2 separate regions of the Mus musculus genome follow, and region 1 is linked to region 2. The links are chromatin contacts, called in public Hi-C maps. All regions are on one chromosome and are shown on one strand. The core of a region is the stretch at or near the end of the contact, and the rest is flanking DNA. Distances in the headings are between cores, read along the strand shown. Region 1 overlaps Fnip2 (folliculin interacting protein 2). Region 2 has its middle 21 kb from the start of Gm23440.

The links. A called contact is a pair of places that touch in the nucleus more often than the background predicts.
Region 1: a Hi-C map of the N1E-115 cell line shows a contact between it and region 2, with 6 times the contacts expected there. The contact joins two enhancer-like sites. A contact is called at or near these places in 1 of 15 datasets of contacts at CTCF or cohesin (large pre-B cells), 5 of 484 Hi-C or Micro-C datasets (the HPC-7 cell line, the N1E-115 cell line, cerebellum and 2 more) and 2 of 115 datasets of contacts at active chromatin or transcription factors (astrocytes and cardiomyocytes).

What each region holds. Positions count from the first base shown.
Region 1 is chr3:79,517,819-79,520,518 of GRCm38.p6, reverse strand. It overlaps Fnip2 (folliculin interacting protein 2), which reads left to right. Exons shown (of 17, transcript NM_001162999.2): 2 at 2,328-2,454. Among named protein-coding and RNA genes, the nearest start is that of Gm36442, 7.1 kb to the right of the region's middle. Within about 2 kb of position 1,313, at least 118 of the 459 cell types and tissues checked have an H3K27ac peak or open chromatin away from gene starts, as enhancers often do. A contact at or near this core is called in the N1E-115 cell line, where this site is marked.
Region 2 is chr3:78,957,868-78,960,567 of GRCm38.p6, reverse strand. No RefSeq gene overlaps it. Among named protein-coding and RNA genes, the nearest start is that of Gm23440, 21 kb to the left of the region's middle. Within about 2 kb of position 1,312, at least 6 of the 459 cell types and tissues checked have an H3K27ac peak or open chromatin away from gene starts, as enhancers often do. A contact at or near this core is called in the N1E-115 cell line, where this site is marked.

The DNA of each region.
Region 1 (2,700 bases), core at 64-2,563, 560 kb before region 2:
CTCCGCAGCCTTTGTGGCTTTAACATACATTTCAGTGGGAAGTTTTCTTGTTTTGGGTTTGTTTTGTTTTGTTTTTGAGACAGGGTCTCTCTATGATGTAGCCCTGGCTGTCCTAGAGGTCACTGTGTAGACCAGGATGGCCTGGAACTCACAGACATCTGCCAGCCTCTGTGTTGGCATATACGCCGCACCCAGCCAGAACGAGTTTTAATGGCCTTGTATACATTTAAAATTCGGCAGTGTAGGTCCTAGTCATCAGACCTGGTTTTGACAGACATCTCTACAGGAATATTGCATTCATATAGGGATAGCTGGGCTGAGCGCTAGCAGGCTCTTCTCATTCTACTGCACTTCTTCTTTTCTGCACAGTAACTTGGTCGCTCCTGGGGTCATGATGTGTAGGCTTGGCTGTAAGTGTGGGGTGGCTTCCGCCTGTCCGTCAGCTTGGGGTCATGTGGCATGTCTCATCGGTCACACCTTGAACACTGGCTGCCTCTGGCCTAAGGGCAGAGGAAAATAGTTTCCAAAATAAACTTTGCCATTGTGCAAAGGACGCCAGGCACGACATGGACAACACACTGGTGATAGAAGGAACGACTAGAATTTACTTTCTTTCTTCTTTGCGTCTGAGGTTTAAGAGAATAAATCTGCTGCCTTCAGTTAATTTGAAGTTAACGTGCTTCATATTAACTACCATTGCTTGAACCGGGGAAGGACCAAAGGCACTCAGCTTCTCACAGAAACTGGCCTTCTCAGTCCTGGGAGGGAGCGCACGCATAGCTTCTGGAGCTTGTGTGTATGGCAAGCTTGGGTGAAGCCCTTTACGTATTCTACTTAATCCACAAAGCAAGTTTGTGAGGTCAGCAGTTGTACATTGATAATCCAGTGGCAAAGTGGAAGGGGAAAGCCTTGGGGTTTGAATCCGGCTGTCCCTGACTGTATTCACAGGGTCTACTGTGAAGGTTTTCAGTGTTCTCTCCTTTATCCGCCTGTCCATTTCTCACCCATCGCTTCCGTGTCCTCCCTGGATCCTATAGCAGAGTCCTCCTGAGTAGTTGGCAGCCTTCTGCTTCAGGTGCGTCTTTTAGACTCTGCTCTAAGCTGTCTCTTCTCTACCTCTGCGGCTGTCACTGCAGCCTGTAGCAGGCAGCGTGAGGGGCCTGGCTCTCTGTGCAGTCCACTCCCATGGGTCTGCTTTTCTTAGGGCAGTCAGCTATCTGATCTTATCAACCATCTGCTTTCCTTGGCTGCTCTTTGTGTTCAGAGTTTATCCTGTCTGGGCCTGCTTCGGTCCCATCCCCCAGCTCGCTGACCTCATAGGGCAGCTCTCCCTGCCTTTCCTCCCTCCCTTTCCTGTGCTGCACTCTGCTGCTTCGTGGTGTTCACGTCAACTGGTCGGTCACTCTTCACGTCTGGTTTAAAAGTTGATTTAAGTCCTCAGTGACTTCTGTGCCTCTCTCCTTAAATCTCGCTGTTTTGGAGTCTAGGTCTTGCTGTGTAACCAGGATGGTCTGCTTCTGCAGCCTTAGACTCCTGAGGACTGAGCTTATAGACGTCAGTCACTATGCCAGGCTCTGAGACTCTTTTGTATCCTTTAGTTTCCCTTTTGACCTTCAGACAGTTTGTAGTTATATATTTATATGTAAGTATTAGGTTAGTAATATCCCTATTAAGCCTTGAACTTCATGAGGGCAGGTTTGATTAATTATTGATTCCCTTGCACCTGCTACAGAGCCTTGAATACAATGCAGACTAAATTTGTGTTGAATGGATTGCCAAGGCTGTGCTGAAAGCACACTCTGTAAATAGTTCTCTAGTTCCTGCTTTCCGATCGAATTCTTTACTGCAACATACACCTGTATTTTCTTCTTAACATCCTTTGCTTGGGAGCAAACTGTGTTTCCCTTTTTGCTAAGCATCATGGCTAGCAAATGCGTTTGGTCTCAGCGCCACAGTATCAAGCCAGACGTGCTAGGGGTAACCTTACACTGTGGAACGGCTGCCAGCTCCCCCTGAGGGGATGGCTGCCACAGAGGCACAGGCGCTCCTTTAACTGGGGTGCTCTCCCCAGAACCCAGGCATCCCACTTAGCCCTCTCTTGTGTGTCCTTGCAACTTCTTTCTGCCATTTGATTTCAAACTGACTACAGAAGGCAGTGCTTTCTCTCCAGCGATTTATTATTAGGGCAGCCTCGCCACCGTTGGCACAAGAATTGTCAGCATTTGTGCAGCCAGTTTCCGAGCACGCTGGCTGGGAATTGTATTTATTTGCCATGGTCACACCAAGCGTTGCAGATAATCCAGCTTCTCTCTCTTTTGAATCCACAGTTGGTCGTGTTCGGAGTTTGGCTTGAGTGACATCCGCCTGCTAGTTTACCAGGACTGTGAGAGGAGAGGCAGACAAGTCATGTTTGACTCCAGAGCCGTTCAGAAGATGGAAGAGGCAGCAGCTCAGGTGTGAAATGCTGATTGGCTTTCAAACCTCTCTGATCTGTTGTGTGCTGCCTGCAGGGATGCAGAAGGGGCAAGCAGAGATGCACCACAGCAGGCAGGCCTGTGTCTGCGGACACAACGGAAACTTAACAAGCAATTATGGCAGGCCAACAGTGGACCATTGACATTGAGAAAGATACATTTGCTGGCGATTGTAATCTAGCAGGATTTTGTAAGCGTCAAGCATAGTAAGAAAATAAACTGCTGA
Region 2 (2,700 bases), core at 63-2,562:
CTCCCACTCCAAGTGGTCCTTAGTTGTCTGTAGAACTTTGTGTAGGGTTGAGGTCTTCTGGGCTTTCCCCATCTACTTTGGCATTATCTGTTGATTTGGTTCTTGTTCAGCTCAGGGTTAGGCAGCCATATTGATGGATTTTATGGGCAGAGCTTCTGCCATTCATTCCTAGGAGACACCACTCAGAGAAAACTCTCTGGTCTCACAATCTCTCTGCTAGTTCTTCCAAAATATCCCTGAGCCTCCACTGTGAGCTGTTTGTTTCTGCTCGTTGTGATGGTCCACTGATAGGATACGCTGAAGAGGCAGAGGCAGGAGGATTCTAAGTGGATGGGTTCCTAAAAGAAGTGTTCTGGACAATTCTCTGGACAGGCAAAATGTTCTGTCTTCTTTCCCCATCTGCATTCAAGTACTCATAAATTATTTTTGGTTTTTGTATATCACTTTTCCTGGGAGACATGAACTGATGATGGGTAAGGAACAGATGATATATCAAAATATGGATACTACCAAAGTCCAGCTTGGTGAGCCAGTGGGTTTTATTTATGTTAGTTATAGGAATATGGGTAAAGGGTTATTTATAGGAGCAGAAATGATGTAAACAAAGCTGCATCTAGCCCAGCCCAGCATGAGTGACCACTCACAAAAGCTAGAAACCTGGGGAACACTGATCATCTTACAGGCAGCTCAACAGGCTGGGGAGTGTCTCTTTTAGGCAGATAAACTGATCTGAGCCTCTTTCCAGGCAGCTCAGGTTCTCCGAGAGTGTCTCTCAACAATCCTTACTGCTTATGAGAGACCTGCCAGTGAATCTGTTCAGTTTCAGGAACTTCCTGGAAGTCTTTACCTTATTTACTTCTTGGATCAAGAAGCTTATCTGCAGGACAGAATGTTTCTCTCCCTTGAAAGCATCTCATATCTTAAGAAGCTTTCCTCCAAGATGTAGGGTTTTTTCCTCAGAGGACACTGCTATACAACATTGGTTAAGAAAATATAATTTTGTTTTTAGTGGGCTCAAGTGTAAACTAGAGTTTCATTTGCTACCATCTCTTTAATTCACACTGCATTGGCAAAACCAGTATGTATTTATTGGTCTGTTAATGTTGGCATTAGTCATGCTTGCTGGTTGTACTCTTCAGATGGCTAGGATAAAGATAAGTAATAATTTTGCTTTTCTGTAATAATGGTTTCTGTAACAATGCGGTCTTACTTGAGGCTTGACTTTATGATCTATTATGATGCAGAATATATGAGCTCTCAGACTTCCAGTCCCTTGTTGTAAAAAACAGCATCCCAGAGTACAGATGTGAGTTAAGTGTCTGTAGAATGTGTTTACTTTTATGTCTTTGGCTATGTGTGTGTTTGTACATCTCTGTGCTTGCTTGTATTAATGGGTATTGTTTGTTTCTTGCACACAGATACATATAAATATATGTTAGTTGTGTAGAATTGTTGTGTAAGTGATGTAGATTTGGCATGCATGTGCATGGTGTTTCTCTGTGATGTCAGGTTTGAAAATCCATGGTTGCTGGCTAAGCACTTTGCACAGAAAGGTAAAGACTACCCTCTAGTGTTCAACAGGAGACATTGCCCTGCCTCAGCAATGTCTGAATTGCCTTAAATAAAGTTGACTCCAGGGATGCTGGGTTGTTCCCCCCATCTACAAGACCATGTGTCCAGGCCTGTTCTTGAGATGCACAAGAGGACATTGGTTTCTGGAGTTTAGTATTTGTGAAACAGCGAAGGCTCAATGAACAGGAAGCTGTTTGATGGTGTGGAGTACAAGTAATGATAACAAAACAAACAAACAAACAAACAACAAACACCACTCCCCCCCAACCCAAACAAACAAACCTCTCATACATTCTGGGACTGATGCAGGGTCACTTAGGAGCTGAAGGGACAGGGAGAGGGCGAGTCACACTAAGTTTCTATGAGACAAGTCAGGGGCAAGGTTGTAGAAACATTTTTTTTCTGCAGTATATAAACTAATCCCTGGTCTTTACAGTTGCATTTCCCTGTGTCCAAGAAGGAGGCTCTGTAGTGTATGATTGTCTTATGGCCCTGCCTGGGCAGGGCTGGGGTTCATTGCTTCTTGAGCATATGGGAGCTGATAATGTCAGGAACTGAGCCCAACTAATTATGTACTCTGTAATGTGATTCTCTAAATACAAGATGGGTGCCACTTATCCATTTACAAGATGAGAAAACTGAGTCCCAAAAAGCTGCATAACCCACCCAAGTTCACAAATTTGAGACATTTGAAGGTCAAAACAGCTTCCTTATTCACTACTAGCAATTTCAGAGTAAAGACATGCAAGCAAGGGCAGGGAGCTTGCTTGTAATTTATCACAGTGGAACAAAAGTACCAGGGCCTTAAGAAAACATGTCAAAGTCTTAGTAAGTGTGTAAAACCCAACCTTTTCAATAAGTGATTGCCTTAGGGTTTTAGTGCTATGAACAGACACCATGTTCAAGGCAACTCTTATAAGGACAACATTTAATTGGGGCTGGCTTACAGGTTCAGAGATTCAGTCCATTATTATCAGGGCTGGAGTATGGCAGTGTCCAGGCAGGCTTGACACAGGTGGATCAGAGAGTTCTACGTCTTGTTACAAAGGCAAACAGGAGAAGACTGGCTTTAGGAAGCTGGGATGAGGGTCTTAAAGCCCACACCCACAGGGTCACACCTACTCCAAT